2 separate regions of the Mus musculus genome follow, and region 1 is linked to region 2. A link is a contact called in public HiChIP or PLAC-seq data. All regions are on one chromosome and are shown on one strand. Each heading gives the region's core, a stretch centred on a gene start, on an enhancer-like site or on the middle of the called end of the contact. The rest is flanking DNA. Distances are from core to core; before and after follow the strand shown.

Region 1 (5,762 bases), core at 2,807-5,306, 780 kb after region 2:
GTCCTCTGCCCAGGAGAAAGGACATTCTTTCATAACCAAACTCATATCATGCCATCTATTGTCTGGAAGATTCCAAGTGCCTGACTCTCTGCTGCTGGGCTCACAATGTGCCCCATCTCCTGCCCCACCCTCTCCTGGGAAACTTACTTCCCCTCTCAAACTTTGGAGAGAAGCTGGGAGTGAGGGAGAGACAGAGAGACAGAAAGAGAGCTCTTCTTCCCAAGGGGGTCATTTGGCAAAGGCAAAAATAGCTTAGAGAAACCACAGAGGAAATTATGCTTTTGTCAAGACTCTGCACCCTCAACATGCCACTTGTCTGGCCAGTTCATTTGGTCCTATCCACATGTAGTGCCATTCATTCAAGGCACAAAAAGCACCCAGCTGCTGCAGCACCCCTCCCTGCCCCATCTCCTTCTCGCCTCTGTTCTCTTCCCATACTGCTTGACCTCCCCTGGTGAACCCTGTATTTGGTGTGGCAAGCTATGGGTTGAGGGCATTTTTCAACAAAACTATCAGGTGGACAGGGGTGATGCAGACCAAAACAAATGGTCACATTTGGTTTTTACCGAACTTCTACTCCATTCCTGGCACCATTGATTTCATTCCGTGCTTATTATACCCTGAGAGTGACCATTCACTCCAATTTGGTGATGGGGAAACTGAGTTATAGGGGCTTGATCAACTTCCCCAAGGTTGTGCAGTGAACAAGGGCTCACAAGCCAGCTGCTGATGCCAGGTGCCATCACCCAAGAGCCCGCTGGTGACAGTAGGGCAGATGTCATAGCACTGCAAGAAGCATCCTCACACTGTGAAGGCTCTGAAATGATCCCTCTAAGGATGCTTATCACTTCTGTTGTGTTTCTTGACATACATAGTGTGACTTTCTGGGCAGTGCTCTATCAGAAACCTATATTGAAACAAAAGATGGTGACATGAGTCACTGTGACATATATGCCATTCCTGGGTCCACCCTATCAAGCTGTGTAAGCTTTCACAAGATAACCCTGATCTGTCTGGCTGTGAAATGCTAGCATATGTGCAGTTGGGACTCAACAATTTGATTTGCGTCAGCCTCCTTCTCCCCGTAGAGACTGGTGTGAACTTCTGGCTAATGAGGTAAGATGTTCTCACCTTAGGTCCCATTTAGAGTCTCACATTAACTCTGGTCATTGTCAAATTAAGAAATTTAAGGCTAAGCATGATCTGTGGAAATCAAGCATTTGATTTCTGGCTGCAAATAATTTATAATTCATAAATTGATAATAATTTATAATCTGAACTATTATAAAGATATTAGGGTGACCTGAATGACTCACTCATTGCCCAGTAGCAATCCCTTTCTGTCTGTTGGGAACACATGATGTTCTGAAGTGAACACTTGACTTTGATTGCGAAGGCAGATAAGGTTCAGGCCCTGGCTCAGTAGAGAATGGCTATCAACACCTTCTCTGCCCGTATGATCCAGCTATGTTGAGGCCAGTGAAGACTGAGTGATTAAAAACCCACAGACAGAAGGTGCTGTTGAGTAACTTGGTGCATTCATGAAGTTGTGTTTTCTGGCACATGTCTGGAGATGGGGAGGTTACAAAGACACACTCTAGTGTGAAAGAAGGGCATTGCCAACTGTCTTCCCCGTCTCTCCCTCCTCAGTGCCCCAGGAGATGCTTCTCTTGGACCAAGCATGTCCTGGGGCTTCCTTGTCCTCTGGCTCTTAGTACCCAAGGCTGAGGAACTGGACAAGAAAAGGCACAGAGTGTTTTTTTGCCTTCAGCTTCCTGCCACCCAAGCTGTAACTTGGCAGCGCTGCAGTTTTCTATCTAAGTGACACCCTTATTGAGCAACCTCTTTCTCTTGACTCCAGTGCAGTGCTCACCTTTGTGCACCAAGTAGGTTAACTGGGAGGTGATGCTGGGAAGGATGGTGCAGGGGAGTGGGGAGGTGGGTTAGGAGAAAGGAGGGTAACATCACAAGGCATACAGATGGGCATGAATTTGCGTAGAGGAGCAGCCGGGCTCAGAGCTCTGGAAAACAGGACCAGCCGCAGAGTTGCCCCACCTGAGTAGGGAGAAGGTGGGGCACCGCCTCTTCCGATGGGGCAGCATAGCAGCAGCAGCTGACTGGCCTCCCACTGGTGTTAACGTAAGGGGCACCCCCTGTTCCTTGTGGCTCTGCCAGCCTACCCACACCTCCGTGAATCTTCCCTTCATCACATTCTCTTCCGTCATCCCCTGAAGTGTAACCACGTCTTTCCTTCCCTGACTCATTACAATAGTGAAGATCCTAAACCCTCCATGAGCTCCTGTCTGCAGAACCAGATATGTAGCAGACGCTCAGGTCCTGCCCACATCCCTATCACCAGCCAAGGCTTCTTCAAGCATCTATGATGGTCTGAGGGGGTTTTCTCCTGAGTGTGTCACACAGGGCAGGCCCAAAAGAACAGCTTTCAATGGAAAGTGGAGGGGACCTGGTGAGTGATTCCTGGGCCATTTTGATTCTGGCGAGGATGAGTCCAAAGCACTTCTACAGTTCTCCAGAGGTCTGACTTGAGCTCCTCACAGCAACAAGCTACTTGCTGGTATATCTTGAGTTGCCAGCCCTCCTGATCCTGAATCACTTCCTGACCTACCGCTACCCCCCACTCCACTAGCCATGTCTGTAGTGACACAACAAATACCTAACACATACTAATGAAGAAATGAAAGCATGTTTAGCCCTGAGTTTTTGAGGCTCAAATCGATGCTTGGGCAACCCAATTATTTTGAGCCTCTACTGAAGTTTCCAGACATAGATAGCAGGAGATCATGACAGCATGTCAGTGAGCCAGAAAAAGAAGAAAAGAATGAGGTTTCACAGCCCACACCTTCAACGACTTAAGGACCTCCCACGAGGCACTGCTTCTTAAAGGCCCACAGCACCTCCCAGGGATGTTATATACCTTTGCATAAGGAAGGTGCACACCCAAACCATAGCAGGCACGGCTCTGACAGCTTGTCCCAGGATCACTTCCTAATGAAACCACCTGCCTAGGACACTCTGTCTCAGACTGTGCTGTGTGAGAACTCAAACCAAGAAGCCTCCGGCCTGAATGACAGCCCCTTCCAAACAGGCCCCACAGGAATCTTAAACTGACTGAATTCCTTTGCAAGGGCCATTAAAACCCTTGATGCTCAAGGCCTCTGTTCACAGTCCGTTCCCCCTCCCCTTCCCCAGAACCCTCTGATTTGCCTTCTTTCTATCCACCAGCCACACTCAATTATAGGCAGTTCTTGGAACACTGTCTGCTCGTCAAGTTTCTGGCCCTCTGCCATGCTGTTCTCTCTGCTGGGAATAGCCTTCACCCACCCGCCATACATTCATCTGCCTCTCACTCGTCTTAAAGGTTTCTGTCTTCCCTGACCACCTTTCAACAATCAGACACCAAAACTGAGAGGTGTGAATCCTGTTTTGATGGTGCCCGTTTTTCTTCCACTGGATTGTAAACTCCTGAATACAGAAACTTCCTTATTTATCCACAAATTCCCAACACAGCATTGTACACACAGGGCAGTTTTTGTTTTTGTTTTGAATAAGTGCTTGATTGATAGATAAAACAATCTAGTAAATAAAAAAAACCATTTAATTCTGTAGAAGGAATAAAAGGGTCCTGCTTAAGGAATAAAATACAGTGGATATTCTGAGGAAATTGTAAACTACTTCGTGGGTTGATGGCGTGGGAAGATGACAGCAGTTACTTCCTAAGGAAGAGACAAGCAATGATTTTTTTTTTTGAAGGTCACGAAGGAGGTGAAAGCTAAGTAGAAAGACTGGAGGAGGTGTAGAGGAACAGGGAAAGGAAGTCTCCAGTGACAAGGACCCTGAGGACATTTCTAGGCCAACCTGAGAATGAAGTGAGCCAGGCCAGCAAGAGAGAAGATGCTGTACTGAGCTTCTGGACCAGTGGGGCACACAAGTGGGGTGTGTCGTTGACCACATAGAGTTCCAAGGCCATGACTTCATTCATTGTTTAGACTGCTGCCCCTCCCCCAGCCCTGCCATCTTTCCTTCCTTCCTCAGCTTCCTCTGCTACTGGGCGAGGCTTCCTGTTAAGTCCTTCTGAGAACTGGAGTTTTCAGAGCTTTACAGAGTGAGGACGCTTGCCAGTGGAACTGCTACCAAAGGTCCTCGTTGACTTCCAAGAAGCCATAGCTGGCTAAGTCACAGAGGTACTAGTTCCACACCTCAGAGGGTGAAGACCCAGAGGTGCCCTCTTCACTTTCGGGGTGTGCTTTCCAGAGCATTCACAGCTACTCAGGAAAAGGGCAGCTCCACCTTTCTGTTCCCAAAGCCAAACCCTCACCACCAGGACGCTGGCTCTAAAAGAACCCTTGGTGACTCATTTCCAGGACAGAGGCCTGTTATAAAGTGAAGTATCCCATTCTTCTATCTTTTGACTCATACATTTTGAAAACTTTAGAAGGTAAATTCTCATTTTTATAGAATTCAGGAATGGATAAAATTCTGTCTATGTAAAAAACGGTTAGTAAAATAAGCGTTTAGAATGGCCAGCATTCAGGAAGATGGCCACAAAAGACTACACAGTCCTAGAAGGTTCAAACACTGCTCAAACATCCCTCACCCCCAATCCCAGCATCCTAAAAGCTCTAAAGCCAATTTACGGGACAACTTTAGCATCAAAATTCACGTGGCAGCAAACACTGACCTGAAATAATGGGACTTTATTTAGAGTCAATATTTATCTCCAAGTAATTATTTTTACATATCTGTTGTAACCAAAATACCAGTGTGTTTTATTACAGGGTTTTACCTCTATACCCTGATGAGAAGATAACAGAAACTTTAAGTACACTGTTAGACATTGTATCATTCTAGAATTAAAAAAAATACTCTGAATTCCAGAACAGGTAAGACACACAACAGATTAATGGGCTGAGTCTATATATAGTATTTTCAAATTAATTATAGCAGTAGACATTTTTTAGGATGTTGCAGTTTTATGAAAGTTGGAGGATGGTTAGCCATGCATGACCACATCTGATTGTCCAGGGTCCTCTCTAGCTCCTTCTGCATCTGTACTCTATCACTTTGCTCTCAATAGGAGTTGATGAATCTGCGCTCAAGCCCTTGAAGTGCACTGGGCTGGGTTCAAGAGACATGCCTTTAAAGACTGGCTGCCTTTGGAGAGTCACTTCGTGTTCTAGTCCATAGTTGTCCTATCTGGAAGAAGAGGCCAGTCTTGCCTTTTTCAGAGCATGCTGCAATGACGAAGCCGATGGGTATATGTGAAAATGCCCTAGAAACTATAAAGGAATGCGAAAGCTCTAAAGGAAAGCCCACTCTGCAGTTATCCCAGATAGCCTACTCTGACTCTAAAGGGGAATAAGCATTGTTTAAAGCCAAGTGTACTGACACTCTGTGCTGAAACCCAAGTGGTCAACAAGATGACTGGGATGCCCAGCTGGGCTTCAGGAGGGCTTCACTGCTTTGTGCTTGCCCATTTGGAGATGCTGTGGTCCTTGGATGCCTGTGTTAGTTTCCCTCGCCCTCTTGGGTGTGTCTGAGACAGCAGCTTTGCTGCTTTGGCTTTCGAATCCCTCACAGCGTGTTAGCATCTGGCCTTGCTTCCCTTCCACACTCTGGGCTGTGTTTAGACTGCACTGTCTGCTTTCAAGTCACGGGCTTCCCAACGCCCAGACATTTCACAGTCCCCTCTACTTGAATCACGTAAGTCTGGCCCTCGGGTCCAAGCAGTGCATGGGTGTGTC
Region 2 (5,712 bases), core at 1,942-4,441:
CTCCCACTACCACACCTCCTCGTCCTCCTCCTCTTCCTCCTCTTCCTCCTCCACTACCATTACCTTCACCCCCACCATCACCATCTCCACTATCACCATCACCACCAACAACACCCCTTCCACTATCACCGTCACCACTATCAACGCCATCACCACCATCACCACCACTATCACCATCACCACCATCACCATCAACACCATTACTACCACCCAACTCCGTTGTGTAGACGAGGAAACCAGGGCTCAGCAAGAACAAGCATGTGCTTAAGATCACACAGTAACTGAGTGTTAAATGAAGTGGAAGCAAATTCACCCAGCCCCAGAGACCAGTGTCACAGAGCATACTCTTCAGATCACCTAGCAGTCATGGGTGCTGCAGGGCCACCTTTGTCATACCCCTTGGCTCTGTCTCCATCACTCTGTCCTACTCAGACCTCCTCCCTTTCTTCCAGGACTTTGTAATCCCCTCCCTGCTCCACACTCTTCTAACATCACCTCCCTGTTCCCAACTGCTGTCATTGTAACATCAGAGACTCCTCTGGTTACACTCTGCCTACAGCCTGAAATCCTCTAACTAAAAGGGAAAGCCACACAGATTACAGCTGGCGACTAAGCTTTGGCTGAGCCCCTAGGTCACCACTGGTTTCCTATCCCTTAGCATATCCTGCTGTCCCTCCTCCCTGCCTCTGCCCTGACTCCAGCGCCCACTCCTGCCTCTCTTATCTGGCAAATACCTCAAGAAGCAGTTACAATGTCTCCTCCTCCCGGAAGCCCTTCTGGGACACCTGAGTCTAGAAGCAGCCACTCCTCTCTCTGTGCCTTCACTTCCATGGCTTTTATTAAAACAACTTACAATTTATCTTTGCTTTTAAGCCCATCACTCAAGAGTGGGGAATCTCCTGCCATCTCACTCAGATAAGTGACTGAGTCTTTCCTTAGTCAATATCAAAGAACAAAAGATCAAATATCTTCCAGGATGGGCAGGGTCAGCGTATAAAGAAAGCCCATGCCTTGGGACAGGGCCAGTCGCCGAAGGTCATTTTCCCAAGCCAGGAACACAATGAGCTTTTTGATCCCTTGACACACGTACCTGTTCCGTGTGCTTCCCCTTGTGACCAGCTCCTGTTTCTAACAGGCATGGCTTCCAAAATCTCCTGGAGGCCCTACAGTGTGTACTTAACTAAGCAAATACAAATTGCATTGGGCCTAAGAGGAAGCCATCAGCATCCAGGAAGGACCTTCAAATCTGAGATGACACTGAAATGTCAAGTCAGGAGGCTCAAGTTCAACTGCCTAAGGGTTAGATGACATCTAACCATCTATGACAGTACATGGTAGGAGGCGAAAACCAGAGAAGAGGGACCTTGGGCAGACAGAAAATGCCTGGCCCTGGCCTTCCCTCTGAGATCGCTTACTATAGGAACAGGTCCAGGGCAGCTGCGTCTTTGATTTTTTTTTCCAAGTAAAGCTAGAAATTTGCATTTTTCTGAAAGTTTTTAGATACCGATAATGAAATTCTTTTCAAATACACAGAAAGGCATTTTGCAAACTAACTCCATTTGGAGGCCAACTCTGGCGGCGGCCTGTCCGTTATGCAGCCCTGGCTTTAGATAAAGCATCGCTTGAGTGATCCCTAAATTTAAGTTTTTGGAAATGTGCACAGATATATTCAGCGCTGTGGACACACAAGGGCAGAATTTAAATCTGAAATTAAACTAGAACACTAGGGTTAAAAATAACATTAAGGCATAAATCACCAAGGGAGAGTGAGTAGACATAAAAACAGGGTGCCTTTCTAGCTAGCTCCAAACCCCAGGCAGAGGCTCAGTTACCGGTCAGCAGGTCCATTTGCAGCAGGCTCTGGAACAAGCTGGGGTGCCTGTCTCTCAGTTCCTTCTCCCAGGGCAAGCCTCTGCACACCTCGGCTCTCCCATACTTGCGCTTGAGGTCCAGGTAGGAGTTATGGAAGTCACCTACACGGAAGCAGAAGACATCACTCCCTCAGGAGCGGCAATGACCTTATCCTTCTAAAAGCTCTCCTTCCTCAGGGGAACTTGGGATGGGAGGGCAGGCTTAATATGCCTGGATTTGGCTTGGGTCTTTCGGGAATTTGAAAACGGCCATTACACCTCTGCCTTGGGGGCAGCATTTGGAAGCAAGTCCAAGAGAAACGCGCCAAGGATGCTGATGGCTGTTGCCTAATTCTACAGAATGAGCAGCTGCCCTCTGACTTGCCCCCAGGAGGCTAATAATCTAGGCCATTTTTTTTTCTGGCTTGTGTTTTGAAGAACAAGGCCCTAGAGCCCCCCAGGAGGTGAGGAGGTTGGAGACTTTAGGATACTCTCCCTGATGCCACCAAACAGGTCGGCATAGAGGGCTGGCCTTTAGGGTCTCACTCCCAGTGCTGTGGGAATGATCCAAATGAGTTTCCTCTTTGGGACATTACTATTCCTGTGCGTCTGCCCCCTCTCCTGGCAGCATCTTTGTCTTTGTACATCTTTGTATGATTCAGTGAGCGTTAAGCGCAGCTGGAGATTAAGAGAGCGTATCCTTTTACATTTTCTGTACCTGCATGTATATGGCGAGGGGACACACGTGTGTGGGCATGCATCTACATGTGCACATGCACAGAGAGGCCAGGGGACAACCTTTGGTATATGTCCTTCCCAGAAACATCCTTTAGCCTTTGAGGTGTGGTTCCTCATCGTCTTGGAGCTAGCCCAGCTAGCTGTCAGTGAGGCTAGCCTGGCTGACCAGCAAGCCTTAGTCTCCATCTCCTCAGAACTGGGATTTCGGGTGAGTGACATCATATCCAGCCTTTTTATACGGGTTCTCGGCATGGAACTCAGGCCCTCATGCTTGCAAATACTTTACCAACTGAGCCATCTCAGTGCAAGATCATCTGCTTTTAAATTCGATTTTTGCTTAGGATGGGGGATCCTGTCTGTTCTACACGGCTCAAGTGGAGATCAAAGGGCAACTTTGAGAAGTCAGTTCTCCTTTTCCATCACACGGATCCCAGGGATTGAACTGAGGCTGTCAGGCTTGGTAGTAGATGCCTTTCCATACCTAGCTACCTCTCCAGCCTGATATGAGATTGACCAGCCACCACTCCCACCACTATGTGACCCTGTCAGACTGGGGCATGACTTAGGTCCATCTATGGGCCCCTCCTTCCCTAGCCTGGAACTGGAAGCTCCCCTAAGGGGGGGAGGAGGCATGAGCTGCACAAGGCAAGATTGAGATACTGAACTAGCTCTTGATGATGACAAATACCCCACAGGAATTTATCTTCCAGAAGGAACATATGTGACTAACTGCCGTGTCACCACATCAAACATGGATATCTAAAGCACAGAAAAATTTACAAGTTTAGGAGACTCTCCCTGATGCCACCAAACAGGTTAGCATATAAGGCTGGCTTTTCTAGGAGAAAAGCTGGGACCCTAGGAGACCAGACGGGACTCAGCTCCGTCCACACCCTGGGTGAGAAAGGAGAGTCTGGGCCACGTGAGCCCTGCGAACGCAGTCTATTTGAGATTTGTTCCTTTGCCAAATTTCCTGGTGCCTCCCTGAGCTGATCTGAGGGTTTGAGAATAAAACAGGGCCCCAGCCAGCAAAGTCACTGTTCAGATATTAATGGTCCAAGACAAAAGCACACTAATGTGTACAATAATTTCTAGTGATTAATTTATATTTTCCAATGCATTTTCTTTTCTTTTAGGCATGCCATCTAGGTAGAAAGAACACCAGGCAAGGTTCCTTTGTATTCTTAAATAAGATCGAGCAGGTATGGCGGGAGCTGACACCAGTTTTCGTTCATGGCGGTTGCTGGTGCTTTGTGGGGTTGGGTGGGGTAAGGATCAAGGCAGAACGCACATGCTGGTCCCCATCTGTCTTTGGAAGCCTTGAGTTACACCTGACCCTGCTGGTATCTGGGCTAAGAGGTTCGTGGGATGTTTCTATTTTAGTTCCCTCGCCCCAAGCAAAGCTAAACATGTCAATGCAAATGCAAAGCTTAAATATGCCCTCCAGAGCTCCGTACTTACATGTCTCTCGCCTCTCACCCCCAACCTGGACTGTTGCAGCATACGAGGATATTATATCCTGGACCTCAGTACACCGCTCATAGTATAGCTTGATTTGTTCAGCCAGTTCCTTCTCAAGGAAGGGATTAAGAACCTGCAGGAGGGTAAGAAATTGCATGAACTTCAATCATCATCAAATGTCCTCTGGCTAGTAGGACTAGGTGTGTTCAGCTGTCTGAGTTCCCTCTATGACATCACTGGCTACCATCCCACCTGGATATGCAAACCAGTGCCCTTTGGATCAATTCGAGGCATGCCAGTCCAGCGTCCTGTGTGCTACCTTCTCATCTGCAAAGCTTCTTCCATGTCAGTGGAGACCTGTCCCCTCCACGTGTAGTCCCTAGAAAACTGCACTCATCTCCATTTCCAAATGTTAATTCTACCCAAGGTGTGCCCGCCACCTGAGGCCGTCCTTCTGTTTCCTTCTGCTTTGCAGCAGCCTCAGTCTGCAGGAGCCAGTGAAGGGCCACTGCTCCAAAGCATAACTCCTGCAGGCTCAACGGTGGCCAGATGCACCCATGCACCTCGGTGAGCCCAAGCTTGTGGAAATTAACTCGTGTCATGTGACCTAGTAAGTGAACTGGGCCAAAGTCCCAAAGAGCAAGCCTCTTGGAACTGGGGGAATTAATCTTAACTCTGTTTTCAAATGCATGTCTGGACCCAAGAGAGGTTCACGAGATGGGCTCACTGGGTCATAACCAGCAGTGGTTTCTTTTGTTTTTTATACCGAAGGATCCAAAACTTCAGAGCACATTAGAGGAGGCGGAGGAGGTATTCTTAGTAAAATTATTTTTATTTTCATATATGAATACATGTATGTATGTGTGTGTGCTGTTCATTCTATTAATCAGAGTATCTTCAAAACATCATTTAAAGCTGGGTCTGTTGACATCCATCTGTAATTACAACTAGTCAGTAGCCTAAGGCAAGAAGATCAAAATTTCAAAGCATGTCTGAACTCCAGAGTGAGTTCAAGGCTAGCCTGGACAACTTTGTGAAAAACCTGTCCGCCCCCCACCCCCCAATTTTTTTAAAAAATGTTTTTAAGAAAGGAAAGAGTCTAAAGCTGAAAGAAAGCTCAAAGGTATTTGAGCCCCAGTACCAAAAAATATTTTTGTTTTGTTTTTGTGAGACAGGGTTTCCTATGTCCCAGGCTGATCCAACTTGACCTTGAGCTCTTGATCGTTTTTGCCCCGAACTGCCGACCACTGGCATTACCGGTGTGCACCACCATTACATGCCAGAGCGGTGGAATGTTTGAAGCTCAGCCTAACCCATCTTTCTTGCTTCTCCTCTCTGCTCCGGTCTGGCATGCAGTAGGCACTCTGAAGCATTTACTGCTCAAGTGGATCTGTGATTTTTCTTTTCCCAGTTATCTCAAAGGGAGGGAGGGAATCGGGCTTCCTACTTGTACTTGTGTCTTTGCCTGAACTCCACGGGGTCAAGGGAATGAGAGGACAACTCTCTCTCAGGCATCTGGTGGGGTCCTCCATCTCCTTAGCAGGGATGAGAAGGCACTGTTCTGAGGCTGTGTGGTAGGAAGCCGAGAGTCCTTTACTGGAATGGCTGCAGTAGTCCTCCGTGGGCATGTTAGGATGTGTGTCCTGGGTACAGTAAATTGCCT

The links. HiChIP or PLAC-seq counts read pairs in DNA pulled down with a chosen protein or histone mark.
Region 1: a FOXA1 HiChIP or PLAC-seq map of pancreatic cancer cells shows a contact between it and region 2. The contact joins two enhancer-like sites. A contact is called at or near these places in 1 of 484 Hi-C or Micro-C datasets (embryonic stem cells) and 1 of 115 datasets of contacts at active chromatin or transcription factors (pancreatic cancer cells).

Annotation. Positions count from the first base shown.
Region 1 is chr5:53,944,720-53,950,481 of GRCm38.p6, forward strand. Gm40305 (a long non-coding RNA gene) reads left to right here. Exons shown (of 3, transcript XR_868426.1): 3 at 5,096-5,762. Among named protein-coding and RNA genes, the nearest start is that of Gm40305, 20 kb to the left of the region's middle. Within about 2 kb of position 4,057, at least 106 of the 459 cell types and tissues checked have an H3K27ac peak or open chromatin away from gene starts, as enhancers often do. A contact at or near this core is called in pancreatic cancer cells, where this site is marked.
Region 2 is chr5:53,168,525-53,174,236 of GRCm38.p6, forward strand. Sel1l3 (sel-1 suppressor of lin-12-like 3 (C. elegans)) reads right to left here. Exons shown (of 24, transcript NM_172710.3): 8 at 4,050-4,182; 9 at 1,833-1,973. Among named protein-coding and RNA genes, the nearest start is that of Sel1l3, 42 kb to the right of the region's middle. Within about 2 kb of position 3,192, at least 14 of the 459 cell types and tissues checked have an H3K27ac peak or open chromatin away from gene starts, as enhancers often do. A contact at or near this core is called in pancreatic cancer cells, where this site is marked.